Regions from separate parts of the Danio rerio genome. Here region 2 is linked to region 1. Evidence: chromatin contacts called from public HiChIP or PLAC-seq data. All regions are on one chromosome and are shown on one strand. The core of a region is the stretch at or near the end of the contact, and the rest is flanking DNA. Distances in the headings are between cores, read along the strand shown. Region 1 holds the start of mynn (myoneurin). Region 2 holds the start of rpl22l1 (ribosomal protein L22-like 1).

Region 1 (5,485 bases), core at 1,179-3,678:
GGATACTGTGCAGTCACACAGAAAGCTTCTCTCGCGTTGCCTCTTCAGCTGCTCCAGAAGAAACTCACTGTGAGTGATATGTGGCATGACGTGTAGAGGCAAAACCTGCAATATCAAGAACATCTTAATTAGGGCCAAACAGAATCTGCTGACACTTTTTGCTATTTCTGTGCAGAATTTTGTAAAAAAAAAAGAAAAATCTGCGGATTTATGTGGAATGAGTTTGGGAGTATCAAAACCAAAAACTTAATATACAAAAAAAAAAAAAGTTTTATTTAATGTTTACAAATGCAAATCCAGATAGATCCACTTAATTGATAAACAAAGCAAGTCTCTTATCTAATAGATCTACTAAAAGACAGATACGATTACTCTACAAACTGTATTGTAAAAAAATCATCTCCCAATACAATACCGCATAAATCTGCAGATTTTGTAAAAAATCTGCGGATTTATGCAGAATTATTTTGAGGCTATCATTTAGAGTTTTAAGAAACAGTCCAGGAAACTGGCATTCCTGATGTTTGTAGGAAGAGCATTCCAGAGCATATCAGATCACATATATAATCAGGAGCAAAACCATGAACCGCTTTATACAGTGCATCCACATCCGGAAAGTATTCATAGCGCTTCACTTTTTGTTACAGCCTTATTACAAAATGGATAATATTAATTTATTTGCTCAAAAGTCTACACACAATATCCCATAATGACAATGTGAAAAAATATTTTTTGAAATTGTTGCAAATTTATTAAAAATAAAAAACCTCTCATTTCTCATAGGATGCATTCTCTGTCCTCATTGTCTCCCGGGTCTGTTCTTCCAAGGACACCTGGCAAGACCGGTCTCCACAAGAACACAAGTCTGTTCTCTGTTTCTTGGAATTGAGAAACAGCCAGAATGTACCTGAATACTTATGTACATGTGATTTTTCAGGTTTTTATGATTAATAAATTTGCAACAATTTCAAAAATCTTATTTCACATTGTCATTATGGGGTATTGTGGGTAGAATTTTAAGGAAATAAAGGAATTTATCAATTTAGGAAAAGGCTGTAACATCAAAAAATTGGAAAAAGTTAAGCACTATGAATACTTTCTGGATGCATTGAATATTAAAAATCAAGGTTTTAAAAACGATGCGTGACTTAACGGGAAACCAGTGTAATACAGGGGTAATATGAGAACGAGATGAGGTATGAGTTAACACGCAAGCAGCTGAGTTTTGAATATATTGGAAAATCTTAACAGAATTCGCTGGCAGACCTCCAAATAAAGTAAATATTTGTCCCCAAATATTAGTCAATAATATTACTGAAATTAATTTACAAACTTCCACAAGTCTAAATACATGTGGTTTAGGTGAACTGGGTGAACTAAATTAGTGAATGAGTGTGCATAGATGTTTCCCAGTGACGGGTTGCAGCCAGAAAGGCATCCACTGCAACTTATACATTTGCTGGATAAGTTGGCGGTTCATTCTGCTGTGGCAACCCCTGATGAATAAAGGGACTAAGCCAAAAAGAAAACGAATGAATGAACTTAAAAACTGAATAAATATAAATTTATACAAGTAAATAAAAGGCTCAATGATGGCCTAAAAATCTGCGTGTTTCTGCTTGCGCAGATTCCGTGTGGGCCAACTTATAATGTCTGTAGAAATTAAAAATAAAATCCACCAGATGATATTCAAATGCATTTCGTGTGCAACAGAAAAAAAAACATATAATAAAATTGTATCCACTTGGAAGTGAGTACATTTTACTTTTAAGTGAACTATAGCTTTATAATTATAGCTACAATAATTTTGTAGGCATTAAACAATATTACCAAAAGAATTAACTTACCTCACGTAAATGTCTTATGGTCTAAACAACACCCAAAAACCTGTAAATGAAATGAAACACACATAGATGTTAAAAAAAGAGAGAGAACATACATGTACATCATAATGCTAACGTTATATAAAACCAGCGCTAGTTTCAGACTTGACAATATCAGTTAAGATAAAAGTTCCCGCCCATTGCTCAAAAGTTGCCTGCAATAACGAATTTGCTGACAAACTATCATCGTTAATAGGTTACTCAAAATATTGGAATGATCTCAATAATTCTAGCTGTAAAATGTACATTAAAACCGCCACATGCAGTGAACGGGGAATGAATGCAGAGAGGAATGTTTGTAATTTTGACATGCAAAACAAAGGGCTCTTATTTCGAAAATGCTCGATCCGGTAGAGCGCGAGCTGCAGTTCACATGTTCAGTCTATGCATTACAAACACAACGCCGATAATTAATTAAATAATGGGATTAATCATTATAAAGCAGAATTTGAATTTTGAATAAAAATTCAGGTCTCACGTTATTTCGACAGTAGATTAAAATCGCTTTGCTTTGACGGCCATTTTCGAGCTCTTCAAGGGGATTTGGTCGGTGACGTCACATCCTCCCGTATGAATTCTTTCCGGTGTTTGAAGCAAAAAGCAGGTATGACCGTTAGGTGGAGCCAGAAAGACAGAAAGCAGGGCACATGGATATGCCTAAAAGCTCATGAATTCAAGGAGGTAAATACAGTAATTTTACTTCATTGTCGTCCTAAAATGTTAGTATGCTTATGAATTTGAATATTCATATAACGTTAATATATAATAGCATATAAATGCACACTTGTACAGCTACTCAATTATAATTCAAAAAAATAAAAATAAAAAAGAGAAAAACCTAATTTTACCGATCCTTCAGGCCAATAACATTGCACGACTGTGACAAGTTCACTTTTTATAAACATTCATTTGAGTACTTTATTCTTGTAATTAATTTTTATTCTTGTTACAATATTGAGTCACACTATTTCAAATATTGTTATTACATTAGATTTATTGACACTACATTTAATAAATGAAATAAAAATCTATCTATCTATCTATCTATCTATCTATCTATCTATCTATCTATCTATCTATCTATCTATCTATCTATCTATCTATCTATCTATCTATCTATCTATCTATCTGTCTGTCTTTTTATCCATCCGTCCGTTTGTCTGTCTGTCTATTGTGTCTGTCCATCTTTCTGTCTGTCTATCCATTTATCCATCCATCCATCCATCCATCCATCCATCCATCCATCCATTCATCCATCCATCCATCCATCTATGGTGTCTTTCCATCTGTCTGTCCATCTGTCCGTCCGTCTTTCTGTCTTTTCATCTATCTTATTAAAAAAAATCACGTGCATAAGTAATTTTGGCAAGTGATTGCGCTTGTAAAACTCATGTGGTTTTTCTATAAGTGCTATAATAAGGTAAAACAAAATTAATATAAGAAACTATTTTACACATTTATTTTAATTAAAGTATTTTACAGAATAAACTTATATAAAGTACCTATACAAAAATCTTCTTGAATGGCACAAGAATGATCACATTTATAACACAGAAATAAAACAGCATTTTTAAGGATGAAATGGTGTATGAAAGAACTTTAGTATGGAATCCTGAATCGAAACCAACCATGTCTTCACATATAATTAATCATAAAGTGAATTAAAAAGGCAAGTCTGTAATTGTATTAAGTAATCCAACTTATATAACAATACCCGTAGCTGTTTAGTTATACATCATGTCCTTGTCGTTTGTTTATAATAAGCAAAGGGAGAACTCAAGAATGATGCATTAAGGGTCTGACTTCTGCATGTGGGAATGTCACTGATCATCAGTTTAGTGACTGTGGTCATCTGACCCAAATTAGTATGTGAAATTATGTCACTGTTTTAACACAAAAGGTCTACGCAAAATCGAAAATACCAAATAAACAGATACTGGCTCACTTTGACAGCACACACCTCATCTATGCAGTTCTGCTCCCATGATTCCTATTTACATAATCATCTGCCTCTTGTTACAACACAATCTCAGGTTGTTATTAGTGTGTCCTCCTCCCGTGCCTGCATATGGTCATTGGAGCAGCACACACTCAACACCTTCAGCTCTGCGCTCAATAACACACAGGTATCTATTCACTTTGCATTGATCTTATGTCTGTTTTGTCACGTATTTTTGTCACATATTACCCTTTACTGTAGTGTGATATTTGATCATAATTCTAATAATATTGTATATAATGTGGTGTGCATATTCATAATGTTTAATTTGTGTGTTGTGTAACTGTCTGAAGTTTTTTTTGTCTGCAGATAACTTTACCTATGATTTTATTCTAATTTTTAAATACAATTTAATTCATTTTTAAGAAAAGAATTGCTGTAAATTTAGTTAATAGCCAATGATACTTTGTTTTTGTAAATGTAATGTAATTTTATTACTACCCAAGTAATACCCAAAACCAAGTTTTATAAATATAAGTGATAATCGAAAGCTTTCGTAACACACACTTTTATAACACATAGCAAGTACACATGTGACAAGTGGCATGTGTATTTGTGGCGAATTGTTATAGAAACAAGTCCAACAAGTCTGACAGGTTTACTTTAAAAAATCCAGCCTTTCTTCACAAAAGATTGGTTTTAGAAAACACACACACTTGATAGGCTATATTCTTTTTTTAGTGAATTGAACTGTAAAAGGAGCTTTTCACAAAGAGAGACATGAAAAGAACACATCAAGTTCTCTTGAGACAAGAACAACTTGTTATTAGATAATATTTTTCTAGTAATATTGGTAAGAATGAGATAAAAAAAATGTAGCACATTATTGCAAATTAGTGGCTTATCCATACAATTTCAGTAATTAGGAAAGTAAGCACAAAAGTCTCACAGCTAATCTAAATAACATTGGGGTGTGAGAAAATCATACAGATCTGTATGAGTTAACTAATAATTCACCCAAATTTTAATTAGTTATGAGATTGCTTAACACAATTGTGCCCAAAAACCTTCAAAGAGATTAATTTCGTTAAATTGTTTTTAGAAAAATTCTGTCATTATTTACTGAGCCTTTACTTGTTCCAAACAGTTCACTTCTTCTGTTGAACACAAAATATGTTGAAAATAAAAAAGATATTTTGAAAAATGTTGGAAAACAACAGTAATGGACGTCCATAATTTTCTTTTGTTTCTACTATCGATGTCAGGGGCTGAGATTTCCCAACATTCTTCAAAATATCTTCTTTTGTGTTCAACAGAAGAAAAAACTCACTAACAAGTTTAGAACCGCTTGAGGGTAAATAAATGATTTGAAAATTTAAATTTCCCTCGCAATATCATACAGTCCATGAATACACATACATTAGAATCATGTTTAAACCGCATGTTGACACAAAGTTTGTGCATTTAGTTTAAAGGCCTAGAAAGCCTTGCATATATGGTGTATCCATGCCAGCATATTTGAATGTAGAAACAGAAAGCCAGGCATGTAAACCAACCCTTACTGTAATTAGATAATGGCATGTTATGCAAATTATACCATGCCGGTGGAAAACAAATATCCATTTAACACTGTGGCAAATCATTGTCATTATATCTAAATGAC
Region 2 (5,485 bases), core at 1,632-4,131, 150 kb before region 1:
TTGGCAGGTGACTGTGCTTTCAGCTATGGGCGAAGAATCTGCAGTGGCTCTCAAACCCATGACCAAATAGAAAGAGAGACTGGGCTGCTCAGGCTGCAACATGCTACACTTTAACAAATCTCTCGCATTTGTTTTTCTTTTGGTTTTATTTGTCACCAAAGCTATGGCCTTCACAAGCAACCTCAATTTTTTTGTTGTGATTGTATTCCTTTTTTCTTCTCCTTCCAATACTGTGCTGGACTTGTCGAGTCAGTTGGCATTCTCTCGGGTAAGAGGTTTATTATTGTCAGTGTTTACCCCACCTCAACCTCCCCATTCCACACTTTCCCCCCTCAAGTTTTTACCACTTACATTCCTGAATGTTAAATAATGGGATCCATTTTTCCTTTTTATATATATTCTTGAATTTCGAAACGGTAATTAATTTGCAGGATTTATACAAGGAAGAGAAAAACCTCCCCAAACTGACACTGAACTTTTTTTTTTTCTCCTCCCTCTATGGGTGCCATACTTTTCTCCTTACATGATCTGTGCCACGCTGGCACTATAATTCATTTTGCTCAATTGAATGCCTCTAACCCAACCTCCACCCCAAAACAAGATGCACGCGGGTAGTTGGCACTTCCCAGTACTTTTGAGTACCTTCTCAAGTAAACCCGAGAAATAAACTCCAGTGAAATGTCCTCCTCAATGCCAGTCTCTAATTGTTCAGAAGTGGAAAGGATGTGATGGCCATGTGCGAATACCTCTGTAACACAATAGCAGCCAGCTTGATTTTTGGCTGTCATTGGCAACCTTAAATAAAGTGTTGAAGCCTGTATTTGTCTCCAGGTAGGCTCTTATCAGTGCTGCCCCAGAATGAGCTCAAGCTCTTAAGGACTAAATCTTGATGTGAGTTCAATTCTTCCTTTTGATCACTCGAGGCCTTTGTCACCTGACTTGAGAGAGCAAAAATAAAAACGTAATAGATTACCTTATTTATTTTATGTTGTTTTAATAAAGCGCTTGATCAGTATTAAGAACTTCTAGAAGTATGGTAGAGCTTGTTTTCAAAGCTTTTAACACATGAACAATTTTATCACACGGTCTTTGGAGTAGGGGTGGCTGATCTCTTTTATTTTGTGATCTTTAATGCAGTATTTTTAAGTTGTTCAATCAGTCCTAGACTTGTTCTGGTCTGGATCTATTAGATGATAAATCTCAAAATAGGGATAATCCATTCAGATTGTGATCGTTTTTGTCTGAATGGTCAGCCAGCCCTACAATGGAGAATTTTTGTGTTTCTTTAAATATTACCTATTCTAACGTGTCTGGTGTTTTGGACAATACAGTTTAATAAGGTACAGATGTTCTACTTTAATTAGACGGTGACTTTATGAGGTTATTATACTGGGAGCATCACAATTGTTTAGTAGCACAGTCTGCAATGTTTATATGTTCTCAAATTAAAGGTAAAATATATTAAACATGAATACAAATACATATGTGTATTGTATGGTTTTGAATGATAAATTAACGCATCAAGAACATAAATGTTGAAATGATATGAGATGTAATTTTAGAAAGTCGGCACAGTTACTGGGAAATAAAATGGAAAGATTTGTTGGGATGGACTGCCAAATCCTCTGCATGGGTGGAGCCAAACACTCATTTCCCGATTATGGCCGGCTGCCCAGACAGCGCTGACTGAATGAAAGTATTGCAGTCCATTCTGGGAGGCATGTGGCATTGCAGTACTCAAACTTCATTTAATAACTGGCTCCCATGAGCGCACTCTCTAAAGTCAAAGCATATTACATGTATGATCAGGTCTTTGCATAAATTAAGTCAAGAGGGTTCATTTCAATCTTTGAGCAATTTTGTAGCTGATAGGCATTAAAATTTTATGCAAAGCAAAAGCTCTAAATTTGCAGAGGTCTACAAATATGCCCAAAAACTGGCAAGTCAGGTTGTGGCCATGTGGCTGCTGAGGCCTCACCCAGCTTTGTCCTGGTATGCCTGCAGTGATGTAAGGGTGAGTCATGCTTCCTTACTAGGTAAGCAGATCCCAGATCTGCCTTCTGACTCTGTGTATTTGTAAATGTTCAAATATATGTGCTTGTTAGTCTTCATTGGGGTGATAATCTGATCTGAAGATCTGGTTCAAATTGCCGATACCAAGCATGCAAATTATTGCATGTTGTATGTTGAATTGAAGTAGGTTTGTGTAATCAATATTAGGGAAATACAATCAAAATAAAATCATAAAACATTCAATTGTGAAAGAAAAACTTGGTTGTGGAATATATTTTATATTTAAGAGTCCTTAATCACTTTAAATGTTTAATGTTGCATATAATTATATGATGTTTGATATGAAAATTCAACAAGCAAATTTCGTACATTTTCTTTTAAACTTTTTCATAAAAAAAGTAAGTTAAAACTCAAGGTAATTTTAATTTAAGTATATGTATACAGTTTATATATATATATATATATATCCTCATTTATTTAATTATTATTGGATTAATGCTAATTGGGATGTCTAGGGGGGAAAGGCTATTTAGAAATTAAAATACCGAAATTCTGATAGATCTTTTTAAACGTAGTTGTACCAGAAATCCCACATGGTTTTGCTTTACTGAGTAACTATAAAGATATTTGTTGTAAAACTGGGCTGGTATACAGACGCTAGTATAAGTGGTACCGAACTTATACAATAATACATTTAATTCAATAAGTTATTTCAAATGTACCCACCTGTTTTGTTTAACTGTTAAACCGATCGGAGATCCGCGGTGGTTTACCAAATTCAAAAGAGTCGACTCTAAAGAATGACTCGTTCACAAATTCTTTGCCGCTGATTCGAAGGAAACGCAAGCTTGAATCCTCCCAAACCAGCAGCCAATCAGGTGTGCGAAATGTTGCGAAGGCTCGCGCGAACATACGTCACATCCTCTTTCACGCCAACCTCACCAAGATGGCACCGGTATGTTTCGACCGTGGACCGGTCTTTATATCTAAATGTGGTAAATTTGGTATTTTAGTGTAAATTAAATACCAAATACGATATTTTACGTGTAATGTGTTGTTCAGAGTTACTTTTTCTTAATGAAATTACATGTGATATCATTAGATGGAGTTATAATTGTGAGACACGTGGAAGAGCGTGTAACCCGACCAACTCATTCAAACATGAACGTATTTGGTTAATATTTAAAGACACTCACATCAGTCTTCAGTGTTTTAATTGGTGTTTCTTTGAATTTACATTACATTATAACTTAATTTAGAGTTTTAGTGGAGTAAAAAAATCCACTCATCAAGTGGTACACTTGTAAACTGTTGTACACTGGTAAAGCGTTCAAAATCAAGGACCAAAGGGAACCATGGCTTTATACAGCAGGATTAACTTGTATAGCAAGAAATCATTTTACTTGCTCAAACTTTCACCATCTGGTGTAATGATACATTTTTCATACTATAGTTTTAGGTTATCAAATAAATTCAGCATGCTCCACGTTTGCGGTGTGTTTTTACAAAAAATACCCAAGTATTGTCAGACTTTCAATAAAATGTTTACAATTTATCTAATTAAATATGTATTTTGAGATGTTTAAAACAAAAGCAATATTATTTAGTGATCAACAATTCATCTCTTGTATATTAAAACATGCGTTTTTTTTTGTTTTTTTTTTGGATAGTTTGATCATTTGTTTTATAGCATAATTATTTCAAGATTTATTTGTAATGGTGTATATTTCTTCAGAAAAGGCAGACTGTTGTGAGAAAGAATAAAAAGGGTGCTTGCTGGAAGTTCACCCTGGACTGCACTCACCCTGTGGAGGATGGGATTCTCGATTCTGCAAACTTTGTAAGTTTTATTTTAATAAATGGTAAAAACCGATGACCGATTGGTCTTAATGTCTGGCAATAGGGTATATGCCGAAGCATGCTAATAGGACTTTTAATTTGCCAGTAACCTGGGTTGAGCGCTTTCTGCGAATTGTATGCCAAAGCAAAATCCGGCGCGTTTAAGGTCTGTTTTCTTTAAAAATCTGCGATCTCCACTGGCTGAGTGATATCTGATATAAAGTGGGTCTTAAATTGTACAAGAAGCACTGCATTAAATTACATTTTCCCCCGATATCTTTGAGCATTAATGTTACCCAAGTATATTTAATAAATCTTCTGCGCAAGCCTGCTGATTCTGACAGGTGCGTGCAAGTAAACTGCTTTTTGTCTAGTTTTACACTTGAGCAACTAAATGAATGCCAAAGTTTATTTAACTGAATGTATTTTAATGACATTACAACATCAATGCTGTAAAAGGAACCGTATAAAATGGAAAAAAGTTCACAATAACAGGTCACCGGAAGTTTATCAGTATGGGAAAAACACTAGCTCGGCATATACCCTAGTTTAAATTCCAAGACATTAAGAAGTCATATATCAGTGTGCGAAATATACGTTGAGCAGGGGGTCAACTTTTCAGTAATGTTAGTTTGTGTAAAAAACGCTTAAGTCAATTATATATTTATTTAAATTACATCTAATTTGTTTAAACATATTTAACTTTTCCGTTTTTTTAAGGATTCGTGTATTCTGATCTACAGTATTCTCTGAGTATCTATTTCTGGCATTATTTTAGATCAGACTGTCTAATTTGACTTCACTTTCAGGCTTTATGTAAATAAAGACACCTATTTTATGAGATCTATTACATCTCGTGAACATTCACAATGTCTATCAGTGCTCTAGATCTGCAGTTTCAAACTTGAATAAATTTTTTTCTTGCATAGACTGGCATAATTATGCTTTCACAATGGTATGAACCATTATAGGGGTGGTCAAATGTATGTTCATGTTATTTATTATTTTAATGAATAACATTATGATTTAATAAACCGATCAGACTATTTTTCAGTATTAAAAGGCTGACCCCCTATACATCATGTTTTCATGTCCTTTAAGGGGTTCAATCCCTCCAACCCCGTTTGTAATTAACACCATGATGTATATTGTAGATCTCTTTAGATATTTGGAAGTAATTATATTATTCTAAACCTTTTTTAGCAAACACTAGTTTTTTCATGCATATTATTAGTTTGGTTCAGATAGTTGCATCACTAATGCTGTGTCTTAACTAGGGTTCCCTTCCCTAGTTGAATGCCTAGGGTTCTCTTCCCTAGTGGTCATGCTGTTTTATCACTAACAGGAAACCTTTCTGAAAGAGAAGGTGAAGGTTAATGGCAAAACAGGCAACCTGGGCAATGTAGTGCAAATTGTGCGTCAGAAGAACAAGATCAACGTCACGTCAGAGAAGCAGTTCTCTAAAAGGTGAGATCTGCTCCTTCATTACAGATTAAATTTAGGTCCATCCAATATTTCAGCAGTGCTGGGGCTGGATTCATGAAAATCTTTTTTTTTTTTTTTTTTTAATTTTAGAAGTTTAATTAAAATGAGAAATGTGTGATATTTTAAGTGAGAAACAATAGTTTTATCC

The links. HiChIP or PLAC-seq counts read pairs in DNA pulled down with a chosen protein or histone mark.
Region 2: an H3K4me3 HiChIP or PLAC-seq map of gastrula embryo shows a contact between it and region 1, with 2.3 times the contacts expected there. The contact joins the promoter of rpl22l1 here to the promoter of mynn in region 1. A contact is called at or near these places in 5 of 18 Hi-C or Micro-C datasets (embryo, hematopoietic stem cells and an unstated tissue) and 2 of 4 datasets of contacts at active chromatin or transcription factors (embryo and gastrula embryo).

Annotation. Positions count from the first base shown.
Region 1 is chr24:30,380,719-30,386,203 of GRCz12tu, reverse strand. It overlaps mynn (myoneurin), which reads right to left and starts at 2,428. Exons shown (of 9, transcript NM_199768.1): 1 at 2,360-2,428; 2 at 1,848-1,886; 3 at 1-105. The coding sequence starts at 87. It overlaps apodb (apolipoprotein Db), which reads left to right and starts at 3,946. Exons shown (of 5, transcript NM_001037695.1): 1 at 3,946-4,009.
Region 2 is chr24:30,530,104-30,535,588 of GRCz12tu, reverse strand. It overlaps rpl22l1 (ribosomal protein L22-like 1), which reads left to right and starts at 2,881. Exons shown (of 4, transcript NR_027625.1): 1 at 2,881-2,968; 2 at 3,749-3,853; 3 at 5,130-5,319. eif5a (eukaryotic translation initiation factor 5A) reads left to right here. Exons shown (of 5, transcript NM_213185.1): 5 at 8-818. The coding sequence ends at 70.